Regions from separate parts of the Mus musculus genome. Here region 1 is linked to region 2. Evidence: chromatin contacts called from public promoter capture Hi-C data. All regions are on one chromosome and are shown on one strand. Each heading gives the region's core, a stretch centred on a gene start, on an enhancer-like site or on the middle of the called end of the contact. The rest is flanking DNA. Distances are from core to core; before and after follow the strand shown. Region 1 holds the start of Cgn (cingulin). Region 2 holds the start of Tuft1 (tuftelin 1).

Evidence for each region. Promoter capture Hi-C pulls out the DNA fragments that hold promoters and counts their contacts.
Region 1: a promoter capture Hi-C map of embryonic stem cells shows a contact between it and region 2, with 4 times the contacts expected there. The contact joins the promoter of Cgn here to the promoter of Tuft1 in region 2. A contact is called at or near these places in 17 of 39 promoter capture datasets (the 3T3-L1 cell line, 3T3-L1-derived adipocytes, the HPC-7 cell line and 10 more), 3 of 115 datasets of contacts at active chromatin or transcription factors (embryonic stem cells and stem cell-derived neural progenitor cells) and 3 of 9 other capture datasets (liver, macrophages and pancreatic islet).

What each region holds. Positions count from the first base shown.
Region 1 is chr3:94,783,411-94,788,666 of GRCm38.p6, forward strand. It overlaps Cgn (cingulin), which reads right to left and starts at 3,072. Exons shown (of 21, transcript NM_001037711.3): 1 at 2,966-3,072.
Region 2 is chr3:94,657,423-94,662,426 of GRCm38.p6, forward strand. It overlaps Tuft1 (tuftelin 1), which reads right to left and starts at 1,450. Exons shown (of 13, transcript NM_011656.3): 1 at 1,303-1,450. The coding sequence starts at 1,362. It also overlaps the pseudogene BC021767.

The sequences.
Region 1 (5,256 bases), core at 1,822-4,321, 130 kb after region 2:
TTAGGGTGGGTCAGAAAATAGAGCTCTAAATGATTCAACATGGAAAACCCGAAACCTACCCGCCTTCAGTTACAGAGGACAGTGGGGTGGGGCCAAGAGAACAGGGCAGCTCTGAGGCCTTGCATAAGCTCTAGGCAGGTAAACAATGATCAAGACCAACAATGTGAAGTCCAGGGCTTGGGCTCTCACCAGATGCCTGCCTGACCCTCTTTTCCCTCCCTGGCACATGCCCAGGGCATTTCTCACCAACTGTACTCTGGGAAAAGCCCAGGACAGACGTTAATTCAGCGCCATCTGTCTGCCTCTGCCATTTCTGCCTGAACACAGGGAGAAAGGACACTACACCTGTACCAGACAGCCACTTCTTCCTGAGTTACTCATTAGCCTGCCCTGCCCCAATTCCATCACCTCTGGCCCAGCCATACGCATCTGGCTTCCAACTAGGAGTGACAGGGTCCCTGGACTTCTAGCAGGAAGTAGGTGGGGGTTGGGGGTGGGGCGGTTTCAGGTGTATGGAGGAAGGGCTGATAGACACAGGGCCAGGCGGTATGCTGGATACTGAATAGATATGCTGGATACTGAATAACTGGAACATTTAGAAAGTAAAAAAACTGAAAAAAAAAAAAAAGCAAAACAAACAACAACAAAACAAAACAGCAATCTCAGTGGTAACAAGAAAGCAAATAAATGATCAAAATAAAAACGGAACGCTCAGTGACATTATCATTTGATAAGAAGGCTCCTTTAGGCCCAAACAGAACTCCCCAAGTGGACTCTAGACCATAGTCACTGAAAAAGCAGAAACCTGAGAGCCAAACTAGAGCTGCTTGGCCAGTGGGGGTAAAAAAACACAATGAAGAACTGGGCCCTTACAAACTCGCTGGACTGGTTTGAGAGGCAAAGAGAAGGGAGGGCCGGGAAGGCTACGTTGGAACCTTGCAAAGCAGACCAGAGAGGTTCCCACCAAAGGCAGAGGAACAAGACCAAGAGTGGAAGCTCTGTCCTGCCTATATGCCAAGGCCGAGGCTCCTCTGGAGGAGGTGGCGGGAGGTGGGGAGGAGGAGACAGGAGTTACAGATGCACAAAGAACTTGGTGACAAGCCAGAGTGTGACAGGAACTTTGTCTCCCTCCACCACTCCCTCTCAAGTTCCCAAAGTGGCATTCCTGGTCTTCCACTTACCTCTGTCAGCTCCCAGGTCCTTGGTTCTCCCCTCCCTGGTACAAAGAGAAGCAGCTCTACCCCCCTCTTCTCCCACAAGGGTAAAGGCAGGCAAGCCAGCCTGAGAACCACAGGAAGCCAGAATCCTCTTAGAATCAGGCAAATCTCTGAATGGGCAGGCCCCAGAGCAAGACCCATACTCCCAAATACCCAGGATGAAAGGAACACGTAGGCAGCTTTGTCTACAAACATAGCGGTTGCTAATTATTTCCCAATTACAGCAACTGTCTTCAGACAGAGCATCAAAGGGGCCAAGCTAAGGTTGACTCTGCTTCACCGCTGCCTACGGCAAGGAAATTCACCTCAGAAGTTGTCTGGTGCCCAACGTATACCTCGTCTGTGGCCTGGGAATGTGGAGGTGTAAGTCCCCTAGTCTTTTGGTCTCCTAGGGAGTTCTGCCTATGTTTCTGCACCACTAGTAAGTACTCTAGTCTATCAAAGATCGTGAATCAAGGATGCCAACTAGGATTTCAGGGAATCAAGAGGATTCTGGGAAGGGTCAAGGAAATTAGCTGCACTTCCAGATCTCACCAGTGTCCCCCAATCTAGAACTAGAGAAAAAGAAGGAAATATAGGGCTGGAGAGATGGCTCAGCGGTTAAGACTGTTCTTCCAAAGGTCCTGAGTTCAAATCCCAGCAACCACATGGTGGCTCACAACCTTCTGTACAGCTACAGTATACTCATATACATAAAATAAATAAATAAATAAATCTTTTTAAAAAATATACAAAGAGACTACTTTGTAACAGAAAAAAAGAAGGAAATATGTATTTGCTGGAAGGAAAAATTTTTACATCAGCCTCAAGAAAGAAGACTATTTCTAGGTGGGTGTGGTGATATGAACCTGTAATCCAGGCACTGGGAGCGGAAGGCAGCCCACCAGTTCAAGGTCAGCCTCAGCTGTACAGCAAGTTCAAGTCCAGCATGGGCTATGGCAAATTCAAGGCCAGCATGGGCCATATGAAACCCAGTATCAATCCTCGTTTCACATCCCCGAGAAAGCAAACATTTTCAGCTAGTATGTGGGTCGAGGGATTTATGCTTCTCCATTCCCATTCCCCTCTCTTGTAGAATACACACAGTTCTTTCTAGAGGAAGAAGGAAAAAATTTCCCTGGCATGAAAGCAAAGAAAGAAACAGCCTTAAATAATCTCACACCTAGGAAAGAGATGGGTGCCCTCGTATTCTGACCTTAGTGTCTTACTGGCAACTGCTTTCACCTGTAGGCAAATGGTCAGGGAATGACCCCACACCTCAGCATTTCCAAAGCCAGAAGGAGAGTGTCAGAGACCAGTAAGGACTGACGGGGGCGGGGAGGGGGTAGTTACCCCCAAAACCAGCACATGCGGATATCACCACTTCAGTCTCTGAACCTCTGGCGGCACTTCCATTTGCTCCAATAGGATGAACCCTCCCCCGCCCCCATGCTGGTCTCCAAGAGAAATTCTGCCCCAAGGGCTGGCGCCTGACCTCCAGAGATTGTAGCGCTGAAATGCATGCATGCCCTGGGAATAACCTAACCCTCAGGTGCCTCACACCTGGCACCTTCCCAGCCACTCGCTTCTGACACCGTGGAGTAGGGGTTAGCTCTTAGCTCTGCCACCGCACTCTGACCGCCCTTCCTGCTAAACTCAGCACCTGTGCCCAGGAGGAGGGCATTTGATGCCTCTACTCCGGCCCTCGAGCATACTCCTGAGGACCCACTCGCATCGCAGGTGTCCTCGCTCCAGACAGATTCACTCACCCCGGTCCAGATCAGTGCTCCCGGATTCACACACCCCGCAGGGGATCGCGCTCCGACCAGCCGAGCTACACGCGCTGCTGCAGCCCAGCCCCTCCGAGCTCTGAGCTCCCTCCTTTCCCCCGCCCACCAACCTGTTACTCCCCAGGAGCTCCGCCCCATTGGCCGTCACCTCCCGCCCCGCCTCACCCCTTCTTCTATTGGTCAGTTTCCCGCAAGGGGCGGAGCAGACACCGCGGGAACCCAGAACCGGGGTCCCCAGCCCGGTGGACGGGAGGGGCGGTGGGGTCACGTGGACTGGTGGGGCGAGGGCGGGGCACCGGGGGACCTAAGAGGCCATTTTGGGGGCGTCGGGGCTCTGCGGACCCGCGTAGCTTAGCGCCAGAGCATCCCCTGGGTTCTGTGGGAAGTGCCTTCCTCGTGCTCTTCTCAAAGCAAATCTCGGTTCACAGCCCTTTCTGCCCTTCATCTGCCTCCGCATAAGCCAGAATACAGTTCTGTCGCTTTCCGCAGAAAATTTCTTCGTAGTCTCCCGATGTCAGCGCGTTCTGCATCTCTGCTCGCCTGCCTTATCGGCAATCCGAACCAAAATCTCAGTCGTGGATTCTCATCCTCGGGCTCCTGGCCTCCATAATCATTTTGCACCCTTTTTCTTTGGAAGATGTAATCACCCAATTTACATCACCCTAAAAATCATTTTCATTTTATCTCCCTATGAAAATCTCGGCCAGAGCCGAGATCTTCATTTTCTTTTGTTTTGTACGCTTCATCTCAAACGCCTATAACAGAGGTCAGCACATAGTTGGCTCTTAATAAAATGTGTAGAATGAATGACTTGGGAACCGAGTGCTGTAAATTTACACGCATCAGAATAAGCTTTATAAGCAGAAAGGAGCTCAACTACAGATTGTAAATCCATCTTTTCTGAAAGCCTGTCAAGTAGGGCTTTTGGTCCCACTACACCGAAAAGACTCTGGGGTGCTTTGCGTGCAGACTGAGGCAGGTAACATTAAAGCTGGCTCCTAGTGTCAATCGCTGAGGTATGTTAAAAGAAGATTGGCTTAGCTTACCTTGCTGGCCTCTGAATAGTTCTCTCCTTTATTTGTTCAGTAAATATTTATTGTAATATATTTAGATTTGAAGAGGAATCTTCCCTACAGCCAGCATTTCTGTGGCGTTAGCTGGAGATCATTCCCTTCCCCTCCCCCAGCCTTCAGATGCTGGGCGTGGACCCTGGAGGGGAAAGTCCACCTACCTGTTCTGTAGCTGGGTTGCTAGGTCTCCGCATTCCATGAGAAGCCTTCTATGAGGGATACAGCCCTTAAGGAGGAACAAGGAGGGAGGGAGAGAGAGGGAGAGAGAGGGGGAGAGAGAGCGAGAGAGAGAGAGAGAGAGAGAGAGAGAGAGAGAGAGAGAGAGAGAGAGAGAGAGAGGAAATATGTGCGGTTTGGGCGACCTATTGCAGAGGTGGTGTCCCTTCTGGGTCAGGTTACTTTTACACCAAAGAGTGGTCTGGAAAAGAGATCTTAAAAATAAACAACTAAACAATCAAACGGACAGACTGATGAATTGGCCCCAATACTAGTAAAGTGAAGGTAATTGAATTCTCCTGGGTACCCCTTAGACTGTATTTAGTGTATTTATAGAAGATAGAAATAGAGTAGTTATCCAACATTAAAGCACGGGTGGGGAGAAATGGGAGCCTGAGTCATCCACCATCAACTTTTCTTCCTTGGGGGATGAACTCAGAGAGCTTTAAGCTCAGATGAAGAAGAGGGGGGAAGCTTCCCCTCCCCCCCCCCCAGATTTCAAAAGAAAATCTATCCTGGTGCACACCTTTGATCTAGCAGAGAGTTTGGGGCTAGCCTGGTCTTCAAATCAAATTCCAAGCCAACCAGAGCTACACCATGGGGGAAGGTGTCATGGAGAGACACTAAAAGACCCAACCCCCCACCCCACCCCTTTTCTGAAAGAGTAGTTGTGAAAGAAGAGGGTGTTGAAGAAATTGAGTCAGATAACTTTAGACACCTGATTGCTGGACCTGCCACAGAGAAATGTGATTGATTCTCTTCGAGGCTGAAAATAATCTCAAAAAACGTGGAGCTGTTGAAATGATCTGTAGCTGGGGGTGAGGAGGGGTATGATAGAGGCCAGTGGAAAGTCACAAATGATTTGCTTAGTAGAAGATTTCTTTTCAACCAAAAGGTATAACCTGATGTGAACTTTTAGAAAACAGGTTAGGTTATATACCCATAGGGGTCTTTTCTACAGGTCATACTAGAGAGATTTCTGGT
Region 2 (5,004 bases), core at 200-2,699:
TATCTGATTTGGTCAACCTCTCTTACCTGGGGTAGGCTGGGGGGTGGGCTGGGCTTTGGGCAATGTCAAAACTTGTAATGTGAAAGAAACCTCCATATTTCTAGGCAAAAATGTCGAAGGAGACAGTGAACAGACTTCAATGATCAGCTGTACTCTGAACTTCAAATGAGCACCCATTCTACAACAATTCTTTGAAGAGCCATAATCCAGCTGTAGCTGGGTTAGCTTTGCCTCAAGGACATGCTGAGACAGGCAGGCGCATAGGAATCAGATGGGGGGGGTGGGGGCGCAAACTCCCCATCACTTTGGCTCTCATTTCATTCTCCACAACAACTTGGAAATAAATTAATTAGCACAGATCTATGGAGTATTTGGATCCCCCAGCAACGACTAGAAACATGCAGCATCAAATTACAGGCCTTTCCCTCTGGAGAGAAAAAAAAATATGTGGTCAGTTGAGGGTGGCATAAAGGGAGTGAGGGAGTGAGGAGGGCATAAAGGGAGCAGGGCAGACTGGATTGCACTGGAGAATGCCCCCTCTCTCTCCCTAACCCACTCCAGGTGGGTTCAGTTCTCCACTGGAGTTCCGCAGCATCCCCTTATTCCCCTACAGGGACTTGGCATCTGGACATGAAAGCAAAACCAAGGAAGCTACTGGCTGGCTGAAAGGGGGTTGGGGACCAGAAAAGCAAGATTTAAAAAAAAAAAAAAAGGAGAAATCCAAAAGAGGTGACCGTCGAGCGGAGAGCTCCATAAATCCTCTGGGCGAAAGGTAGAATCTGGTACCAATTCCGTAGTTGTCTGAGACCTATCCCGCCCACTCATGCTCTCCCCTCTCTCCTAGGATTCGACCCTCTGCCCCCTTTCCTAGTAAAAGGATCGCCATCACAGAAGTCTTTGAAGGGGTTCTGAGGCCATCGGGAAACGCGAAAAGGCGTAACCCACCTGGGCCGGCGCAACGTCCGAAACAGCGCAGGGATCCGGTCCCTCGAGCGTCTTCCACGACCCAATCTAGCTGCCCACGAGACGCCTGAGTAACGCGCCCCATGCCCGAGCCGGGGCTACAGTGTCCGCGCCAAGGACAGGACCTCCCCAGCCCTGGAGCTGCCAGTGTTTCGTCCTGTGCTTCCCACTCCACAGTCCGCCACAGGGCAAAGGAAAAAGCCCACGGAGCGACGCGGGGCTGACCGCACTGAGCCCGGCGTCAGGTGAAATGGGCTACCTGAGCCTGAGGCACGCGAGCGGCGGAGCTGGAAAGCCACTGTGCCTGAGTGGGAAGGCGGGGTGAAGGTGACGACCTACCGCGGTCTGGCTCTCCGGGTGCACGTCCACCAAGGTACACCAGTTCCGCGTCCCGTTCATCTTCACGCGGAGGTCGTATGAGCTTCCTCAACTCCGAGGTCCCGGGGAAACTAGGCCGGCAGGCGGGTGCGCGCGCGGAACCGCCCCCTAGTATAGGCGCGTCGGGGGCGGGGCTGAAGATGGGCCACGCCCAGGGCGGTATTTATCAATGAGGTAGAGCGGAAGCGAGAGGTGGGCGGTGCCAAGAGGCTTCAGGACTCGCCTACCCGTGCTATGGACGATTTACGTAAAGGTGAGGCTTGGGAGTGAAGGTCGGGTGACCGCTTAGGAATTTTACTAAGGGTACGACAAGGTATCTTGTGGTATCTCATTGGTCTTTTTCCTTTCAGTTTTCCAGGTTCGGTGCGGGAAAGAATCGGTCTGGTCGTCTGAGTTGGGGCTTGCACAAGCTTCTGTGGTCTTTCCTGAAATGTAAGCCAGCCTGTAGGCTTTTTAGAGCTGAGTACATCTTTCCTCAGAGTTCTACCACACAGGTAGAAAGGCAGGCACCAAAGACCAGCTCACTCGGACTAGTCTAAGCCAGTCTGGCAGGTGCTTTTTCCTGGCAAGTAGCCCAGGTCGAAGTCAAAGCCAGCTAAGCTCTGGGTGGGGCTTGCTTTGCAGAAACTAGACTTATATGGTAGGGAGAGGCGGGACACATGACCTTAAAAGGAATTTGCACCCTAGAGAAAGAGTCTTAGTGGCACCAAAGGCAGTTGCTTCCCAAGCTTAGGCTGGGATCTTGAGGGCTGACCTCTGGTAGAAGGCTATCTCACTGTGTGATGGTCACAGGGACAGCAGGCGCGGTGTGTAAGGTCTAATCCGATTGAATAGGCAGTACCACTAGAGGTAGCAATTCGTTTTGGTGAACATCTAGGTCCTTAAAGTGTTAGGGTGGGTGTGGGGAAACGAGGTGGGCGGGGACTAGACTGGACTCTGAGTCACTTGCCAGTGATGAATGGATACAAAGCTCTGTCTATACCTGGAAGATAATCACTAGGGACATCAGTGACCAGAATAGGAGAAAAACTCAATTCTGGTCCTTTCTCTATCCTCAAAAAAGGCATTTGTGGTTCTTTGACTGGGAAAGCCCCCCCCCCCCCCACCAGGCTCGGTCATTTGAATACCTGGTTTCCAGTTGGAGGTACTAATTGGGGGATTGCGGAAATGTAGTTTCGCTGGACAACCAAGTCACTGGGGCAGGCTTTGAGAGTTCAAAGACTCCCACCATTCCTACTTTGCTCTCTGCTTCCTGCTTGTGGTTTGAGATCTCAGCTATCACCTTTCTACCATGATGGCGATGACCTCTTACCCCTCTGGAACTGTAGGCTCAAATACACACCTCTTTATTTAACCTGTCTTGACTGTTGTTTTCTATTACAGCAGCAGACAAGTAACTCATACAGCACTCTGTATAAGCTATTCCCAGAGCTTCTTAGGACAGGATGGTTCTACTACAAGTAGTCTGTTTCCTAGATGCCTGATCAGCCACAAGAGACCTCTAAAAAATGAGCTAAAGCCTCATTTTAATGTACAGTTTCAAGGACTCTTGGAATAGGATCTACTTGGCAGGGAAAGGTGCCTGTGGCCAAGCCTCCTGACCACTTGTGTTCAATCCCAGGATTCACACTGTGGAAAATGAGAAAAGATGTTCTATCTCAAAAGTTGTTTTCTGACCTCTACAAATGTAGTATTCACATGTGTACACACACACACACACACACACACACACACACACACACGTTAAAAAAAAGAGAGAAAAGAAAAAAAAACTTTTGGAGTAGGCCTTCAAATTAACCAGAAAAATGAAGACAAGAATTTCATATAGATATGCCATTTTTAATATTTAATTTAAAATTAAACCAAGGCTGGATTGGGAGAAAATATCTGATCTGCAGAATATCTTCTTTTAAATCATGATATAGAAGTCATTGATGAGACCAGAACTTACTTTGGAGATAAGAGGCAAACCATCCCCATTACCTTCACCCACAAGAGCTTGGCATGCCCCAAAACTCAAAGGAGGAATATATTCTCCATGACCCCTTCCCATCTCTACTGAGAGTCAGCTTCCAACCCCAGGCGAGGCTCTGAAACAGGGCCCACTTCTTGAGAAAAGCAAGGATCTGTTGGTTCCCACAGAAGCTGGGCACATCCGAGAAGCCATAAGGAGGCCACAGGGACTAGATGTTTGAACTTTAGAACCTGTATCAACAGTTGCCATGGTTCCCAGGTACAACCACCTTATGGTAGCATCCTCAGTCACAGAGGGCAAGGAAGATGGAAACCCTGGGCAGAACCAGTCCCCACCACCTTACCAGGCCTTTCAAAGCCCTTCTCCCAGGGGCTGCTTGGCAGAGCAGCCTGTAGCTGCTCAGTCACTGGGGTAGGAGGACAGGCTGAGGGCCCCCAATGAGGAAAGGCTGGTCTTTGGAGAGGTATGAATGTGCAGGTTTATAAAAGGCAAGAATAGCATCCTCATCCATCTCACACTGGTAAGGCACTGAGAGTAAAGCAGCAAGGCAGGGATGGAAAAGAAAGACACACGATCTCCTGGACCCAGTGACTGGGGGAAAACAAAAATATTGCAACTGAAGAGATGCTAGGACCAATGACTGTGCAAAAAGAAGTATCTGAGAAGTGGGTAGCGCCACGCCTGCATGTCCATTACCCATAATGTTCCCTCCCTGCTCCAGAGTGGGAGGGAAAACAGTTGTGGGGATCCAGGGAGCAGAACAACATTGGGTATTTCCCTGAGCCATATGGTTAAATATTAAAGAAATAAAGCTTTACATACATGGCAATATCCATCCCTTCCTGTCCTTCACAGTTCCAGTCAGTGTATATTCTGACCATTAGTCCCACTGTAAGGGATGATGGAGAGGTCCTATAGGAAGGACTGACTCAGCAGGACTAAACACCCACTCCTCCAGTGAAAAGAACAAGTGCACCCATCCGCTCATTGCCAATGTTTATCACCATCACTCTGACCCGTACCAGTCTTAAGTCTGAATTGGATCACTTGTAGAAAAAAAAAAAAAAAAAAAAAAGACTCCGAAGCAGGCAAGACAGAGCAGAGCAGAGCAGGGCTGGCTGGGATAGGCTTGACCACAAGCCCGTTTGTGGTCCTGAGCAGAGCCTGAGCTAACATGAGCTAGTCTGCAGGTTGCTCTCAGTAAGCAGTGATGCAATGGATGAGGGGTCGTAGACGTTGTCAAACTCCTCATCAGAGCTCAGCCCCTCTTGTTTGAGGGCTGACTCAGCAGCTGAGCGGGAAGCTTTCCGCCTGAGTCAGAGAGAAAAGGAACAGACTGAGACAATCACACTTTCGTACTAAAGAAGTCATTCTTCTAAGACCTAATACTACTCACATGGTCTCCTGCTAGTCAGGGACCTAGGAAGATAAAGTGAAGGACAGAGGCTAAGATACTAAGAACTAACCATACTGACTTCTAGGCAGGATAAGGTACTACATATTTCCCCAGCTTGGGAGGGACCACTCCCTACTCCCCAAGAGCGCGGTGCAGAAGGGGGTACAGAAGGGCTGCCATATCATACCAGGCATCCTTTTCCAAGGATTTGATCCGGGCTTGGAGCTGTTCATTGACCTCATGCTGTTCCTCCAGTTCCCGCTGTGCCTTCTTCCTCAGGCTGTCCAGCCGC